2 separate regions of the Oryctolagus cuniculus genome follow, and region 2 is linked to region 1. The links are chromatin contacts, called in public Hi-C maps. All regions are on one chromosome and are shown on one strand. Each heading gives the region's core, a stretch centred on a gene start, on an enhancer-like site or on the middle of the called end of the contact. The rest is flanking DNA. Distances are from core to core; before and after follow the strand shown. Region 1 overlaps ZNF704 (zinc finger protein 704). Region 2 has its middle 35 kb from the start of FABP5.

What was found. A called contact is a pair of places that touch in the nucleus more often than the background predicts.
Region 2: a contact with region 1 is called in a Hi-C map of skin fibroblasts, with 1.9 times the contacts expected there. The contact joins two enhancer-like sites. A contact is called at or near these places in 2 of 6 Hi-C or Micro-C datasets (skin fibroblasts and an unstated tissue).

Annotation. Positions count from the first base shown.
Region 1 is chr6:106,196,001-106,199,358 of mOryCun1.1, reverse strand. It overlaps ZNF704 (zinc finger protein 704), which reads left to right. Exons shown (of 9, transcript XM_002710562.5): 4 at 1,727-1,962. Among named protein-coding and RNA genes, the nearest start is that of ZNF704, 190 kb to the left of the region's middle. Within about 2 kb of position 1,863, at least 5 of the 8 cell types and tissues checked have an H3K27ac peak or open chromatin away from gene starts, as enhancers often do.
Region 2 is chr6:106,780,665-106,784,022 of mOryCun1.1, reverse strand. No RefSeq gene overlaps it. Among named protein-coding and RNA genes, the nearest start is that of FABP5, 35 kb to the left of the region's middle. Within about 2 kb of position 1,667, at least 1 of the 8 cell types and tissues checked has an H3K27ac peak or open chromatin away from gene starts, as enhancers often do.

The sequences.
Region 1 (3,358 bases), core at 614-3,113:
CATCCCACCCATAAGTGCACTGATTCGAGCCCTGGCTGCTCCACTTCTGATCCAGCTCACTGCTAATGACCTGGGAAAAGCAGCAGATGGCCTAAGTGTTTGGCCCCTGCACATGGGAGACTTGGATGAATTTCCTGGCTCCTGGCTTTAGCCTGACCCAACCCAGGCTACTGCAGCCATATGGCGGGTGAACCAGCACATGGAAGATCTCTCTCTGTCTCTCTTTCTATATAACTCTAACTTTCAAATAAATAAATAAACCTGGAAAAAAAAAAAAAGAGGAGGAAAGAACTTTCTTCACGAGACCTGGCACTGGCATAGCAATCAAGATGCCGCTTGTGATGGCCAGATCCCACACCAGTGTGCTTAGGTTCAAATCCCGGCTCCACTTCCAATTCCAGGTGCTAATGGACACCCTATGAGACCGCAAGTGATGGTGGGAGTACGTGGGTCCCTGCTACCCACTTAGGAAACCCAGACTGTGTTATCTGCCTGGTTCTTCCCAGTTGCTATGAGATTTCTCTCGCTCTCTCGCTCTGCCTTTCAAATAAATAAATAACCATTTTTTAAAAAATAGAAAAGACATTTCTCCATGAATTCTAGCCTACCATTTGTCTTTACTTCATTACTGAGTACAGTATTTTTTTAATAGGGCATTTGGGGGCTTTTTTTCTTCCTTGTAGTTTTTATACATTCATTTAATGCATTCAATACATTTAATACAATAAAAATGTACACGATTATGGAGGAAAAATTATCCAATGAGAAAGTAGAATTTATGCAAATGCTAATTAAGATTCTGCATCTTGAAAGGTAAAGCAAATTTCCAGTGATTCCTAAAGTCCCCCAAAGACATTCTAACTGGGCAGAAGTCCCTCCCCCATTAGCAAACAATGCACAGTGTTTTCCACCCCAACAGGAAAGGTGAAATGCAACCCCAGTCAGTACTTAATGTGGGAAATGCATACCCCATCCCCTGTGGCCATGAGGATATAGGATGCTCACCTCCAAGGGCCCAGGGGCACTACGGGAAAAGGACCTGTAACAGACCTGGGTTAATTACTAGGCGCTGCCTCAGTGTCCACATCTGTAAAATGGGAATACTCACCTTTACTCTGAGAGGCAGAGCCTGTCAAAATGCTAGAGAGTGTACGAATGAGCTTTGTAAGGTGTAAAACCCTCATTAAAGGTACAGTATTGTTGTGGGTATTTGTTCTGATCAGCAGCATGGCCAATGGCCTCTGATAGCCATCTGGAAATTATTTCTCTTACATTTTTAAATCTTAAGGGAACTTCCTATAAATGTATCCCAAGAATCACTCACAGTCCTATGTGAAACCCTTAAAAAAAAAAAAAAGTTGAAATTGGCATGAGAGTGACTATATGAACAATTTGGAACAACACTGCAAATAATACCCCTGACTTAGAAAAGCTGCAGTCCATAAATTCAGAGCTCCTCAAACTGAGTGAGCGAGACCGTCTATGTGTTTTGATTTTTGGTTTTTTGTTTTTCATTATCATGCCAAGGAACAAGTGATCTCAGTGCAGCCCCCATCAGAAGATGTACCCTCTGGCTAGGATATCTAAACGTTCATCCGCTGCAGGGTGCCTTGGGAGGCCATGTAGAACTAGAATACCACTTGCATTCCCAGAGGCTGAGTGGGATGCGGAGGCTGCAGGTGCCCCTGCCCCCCGCCCGCTGACGCTGTGTCTGTGTCCCGCGCAGAGGGCCTGAGCGGATCCTGGAAAGAGGGCGGCGGCGTGCCCTCCAGCAGCAGCAGCAGCGGCTACTGGAGCTGGAGCGCCCCCAGCGACCAGTCCAACCCGTCCACGCCATCGCCGCCGCTCTCGGCTGACAGCTTCAAGCCCTTCCGCAGCCCCGCGCCGCCTCCGGACGACGGCATCGACGAGGCGGAGGCCGGCAACCTGCTCTTCGACGAGCCCATCCCCAGGAAGAGAAAGGTTGGTGTCGGGGCGCCGCGTCTTCTGTTTCAGCCGCGCCCGCGCTCGCATGGCCGAGCCCCGGACCCCGGGCTCCTCCTGGGGGGCGACTGCCCACCCACGCCCCCTTGTGATGGACGCGAGCGCTGAGTGCTGCCCCAGTTTGGGAACGCAGGGTCGTGAATGAGGACAAATACAAGTGACTAAAACATGAACAGGTTCCCTCAAAGTTGACATGCCCCATCCTCTGGCTACACGCGGCTAATCTAGGACTTAGCAGAATGTGAAAGGTAAAAAAAAATAGCACTTCCGGCTTGGCTGGGTAATTAACTCACTCTCTCTGTGGGACTTATTTTTTTTTCATATGCGAAATGTAGTTAATGTCTTTTCTCTTTTCCTGTTTCAACCAGCCCTGGAGGCTGGGGAGGAAACATAGGCTTCAGTTAAGTTAATGGAAGGGAATGTGAAACATACGTGAAACTGACATGTAAACAGAAGTGCATACACAGCGCAGAGCACATACTTACTAAATACAAGTGGGAAGGGAGATCTGATTAACTGACTTAATAAAGTAACAGGTTGTGCCTTTGTTTAATTCTCGCTGCTGTCTTGTAGGGGAAGTGTTCTGTTCCCATCTTGTCAGGAGGAAGCTGAGCGGGCACTTACCTCGTGCCTACCATGGAAGGAGGCAGGACCTGAGCCGCCTTCCAACCCAGAGCCTCCTGGACCTAAGGCTCCTATTCCCTATCTTCTCTCCCGCTGCTTTGCAATTATTGTGGTCACTGCAGTTTTCAAAAGCATTTCTGATTTCCCTGCATCTCGGAAACATTTTGACATTATTTTTAACAGCACCATGTAAATATGAGGCTGTTATTGGGATGGTTTTTGGGTGTTGTATCGAAAGCTTCGTTATGAATGACTAATTCACAAGCAGAATTCCAAGGCAGAGCCCTGAGGACCACAACGCAATCTTTTTTTCTTCCCCCAATTTGTTCAAAGAGAACAAAGCGAGGGTTTCGATCCAACACCTTCCCTCCCTGCGTCTCTCAGTGCCGCACCGCCTGGGTTGCAGGGGTACAGGTGTTCCCCGAGTGGGTCCACGTAAGGAAGGGCTGACTTTTTTGCCCAAAGAAGAGGACACGGATGTAGCCCCCTCTCCTTCCCACTGGCAGTGGCCTTGAGGAGTTGCTGTTTCACTCCAGTCCCTCCTGCAGGGGACCGGAGTTGTCCTGGCACCCTGTGTGTCCCCAGGGATACTAGATTTTCACTTGGCCAGTCAGGGACAGAAGCTGCCACTCACATCAGTGGGTAGCTGCAGGCAAGACACCAGTGTGGACCTGGTGCTTCAGGCTGCGCAGCCTTTTCCTCTTGGGTCACCTGACTCTCATAAAGCAAAGGCTGATAATGTTAGGGCCAG
Region 2 (3,358 bases), core at 418-2,917, 580 kb before region 1:
CATAAATACTTCCTGGATAACTACACTGTGCCAGCAGCCCACCATCAAGGTTCTATGGATGGGGGCCGGTGCTGGGGTGTAGCAGATAAAGCCGCCGCCTGCAGTGCTGACATCCTATGTAGGCGCTGGTTCGGAGTCCTGGTGCCTCCACTTCTGATCCAGTTCTCTGCTATGGCCTGGGAAAGCAGTGAAAGATGGCCCAAGTCCTTGAGCCCCTGTACCCACATGGGAGATCTGGAAGAAACTCCTGGCTCCTGGCTTTGGATTGGCACAGATCCAGTCAGTGCGGCCATTTGGGGAGTGAACCAGTGATGGAAGACCTCTCTCTCTGTCTCTGTCTCTCTCTCTCTTTTTCTCTCTTCCTCTGCCTCTCTGTAATTCTGCCTTTCAAATAAAATATTTTTAAAAAATGGAACAAACAAGCAACAACAAAAAAAAAAGGTTGTATGGATGGTTAAGATGTGAAGATCCAGAATAATGTATGACCCTGATGATTCTCAATTAAAAAAATTCTCCTCCATCTAAAGAATTCACTTTCACTATCATTGTAAGTTACTTTTCAAAAAAAAATCAGCGCCAGTCATCTTGCCCTGCTCTGTAATTTTAATTGCCTGCTCGGGATCCTGTTCCCCAGGTAGAAGTGTCTCCTGCTCCCACCACACTGAATCATGCCCAGCTTTTCTCCACAGCACCCACACTTGCCCTCCTCAACTTCCCCAGTGATCTTCATCCTATGTGAATCCAGCACCCTCTCCCCTCAAAACTCTTCTTGTTCAGCTGAAATGCAAACTTCTGCCGCAAAGCCACCCAGGTCTTTGCTCGTGCACCACAGTTGGACTCACCCTCCCCACGGTTAGGATGCCCAGGACCTCGGAGGCAGGGTGTGTCTTGTCAGTGTCATGCCCATTTTTACTGGCCTTGCTGGCCCTTCTTTTTTTAAAAAAGATTTATTTATTTATTTAAAAGTCAAAATTACACAGAGAGAGAAGAGGTAGAGAGACAGAAAGAGGTCTTCCATCCCATGGTTCACTCCCCAGTTGGCTACAACTGCCGGTGCTGTGCCAATCCAAAGCCAGGAGCCAGGAGCTTCCTCTGAGTCTCCCACATGGGTACAGGGGCCCAAGGACTTGAGCCATCTTCTACTGCTTTCCCAGGCCATAGCAGAAAGCTGGATCGGAAGTGGAGCAGCCGGGGTTTGAACCAGCACCTATATGGGATGCCGGCACTTCAGGCCAGGGTGTGCCACAGCACCAACCCTTTATTGGCCCTTCTTGATTAGGAGCATTGTGAGAGAAGAGAGTCCTATCCATCTTTGTGTGTCTCAGAGTCTAGCCAGAGACGGCACAATAAGCAATTTTCCTTGAACGTCATTTCTGTATACCAAGAGCAATCTTATAGTTAAACATTATGCCACATTTTTAGCAGGAATGTCACTATCAAGGACCAATCAGGGTGGCTAACTTTCCTCAAGGATATTTTGATAGACAGTCACTAAAGGCCTGGTGTCACACATGGGGAAATTTTTAGTTTATTTGGTGAATCCACCTATTTTTCCAGAGTTGCAGTGATTTCCTGTTTGTCCATGTCTTGGCAGCTGTCACTGCCATAACCACTCAGCCACCGTCCTCCCTGCTTCTGGTCCTCAGCACTGTGCCCTATACTCAGGCGATGGCTTCTCTGGCTCTCTGATTGCTCTCTCTCCCTCCACTGAAAACCAGCTCTTTGCAGACTCCCTGAAATATTATTCTGGGGTCAGTAGATGATAGTGGTGGACAGCTTGGGCTGTGCAGTCAACAGTGCTCAGGTGTGTAGGTCTGGTTCAACTTCTTCAAATCTCACCTTCCTCTTCCACCTTATTGAAGAAAACAGCTCTAGTCTCATAGTGTGGTCATGAAAACTTCCCATGTAAAATGCATAGGAAACACATCAGCCTGTATGACTGAATGTTGTCATTTTGGTGTCATTCCCTTGCTAAAAACAAAAATTAAAATTAAAAACTTTCAACAAATCCTGAGAGGTTTTCATATAAAATATATACTTTTTGGTCTAGAATACAGAAACATCTGGTCATCATCCAGTCTCATTCTTTCCAGCATGACTTCCTGTTCTTGTCTTCCAAGAAAGCCATTCCTTCCGCCACAAGGGTTTCTCAATTTCCCCATGGCTGCTGACCCTCTTCGTGCCCGTGAATATATTACTCACTAGTAGTTGAATTCTCCTGAAATCCATCCATCAAATTCCTACCGTCGTCTAAGACTCAAACATAAACTCCTCTGTGCAGCCTTCTTAGTCACCTCAAACAGAACTAATTCCCTCATTGTGTCCCCAAAACCATAACATCTTTATTTCTATTGAAGTAAGTTTTGTTTTGCATGGCATCAGCAGTGTTTATTTGTTCTTTCCTCATTAAGCTATGAAATCATTTTAACAATGTGTTGTGTTAATCTCTGGGTTAACTAATACCTGCTAGAAGTGCCTGGCATAGAGTAGCTGTGCATGAATATCTGTAAAACAATGGAATAAATGGATAAGTGACTAAATGTGTGAACCAAAGAATCAGTCTTTGTGGAAGAAAGATACAATGGTAAAATACATTGAATCTGAGTATTTCACTTTTCTAAAAAATGTGAGCAGCTGAGAGAGGGAGAGAGCAAGGTATGGGCCAGGGGGTTGGGGGGCCTCTGCCTTAGCAGGAAGTAGGAAGCAGGAATAGGAGTCAAGTTCAAGTGTCAAACTCAGGCTCACCAACATGGGACTAGGATGCAGACATCTCAACTGCAAGGCTGAACACCCATCCCACATATTTCACTTTTAAAATGAAATGACAACACACACACACACACAGAAATCAAATTAACAATTTAATATCGAAGAATAGTTTGGGAAACAGCACGCCTTCTCTGCCTACTCAGCTTAATCTTCCAAAGCCTTTCTTCACGTCTACAATAACTTCTGAGTAGTCAGGGTTCCTCCTGGTGAGCTGGAGCCATCGTATGTCAAAAATGTTTTCTGTGTAACTTCCATTTGGCAGGAGACTGTGCTTATTACAATATTCAATTTCCAGGTCATCATCAGTGCTTGCTATAAGAAAGGCAGCAGGAATTATACTGCTGGGACTCATGAAAGCAAATTAATTCTCCAGAAAGGAAAACTTTTATGCCCTAAGATTTATTCTGTGTTGTTATACGGAACAGCCGAATGCCTAAAACATAATCATGTTAAGTGTACATTGACTCAGTGGGATTCTGCTTTTTAGAATTATGTTCTAAAAGTACACATCGTATAATGGGAAAACAGTAACAATATATTAAATTTTAAAATGAAAATATATGAGTGCAAATAGACAATCATCACAGTG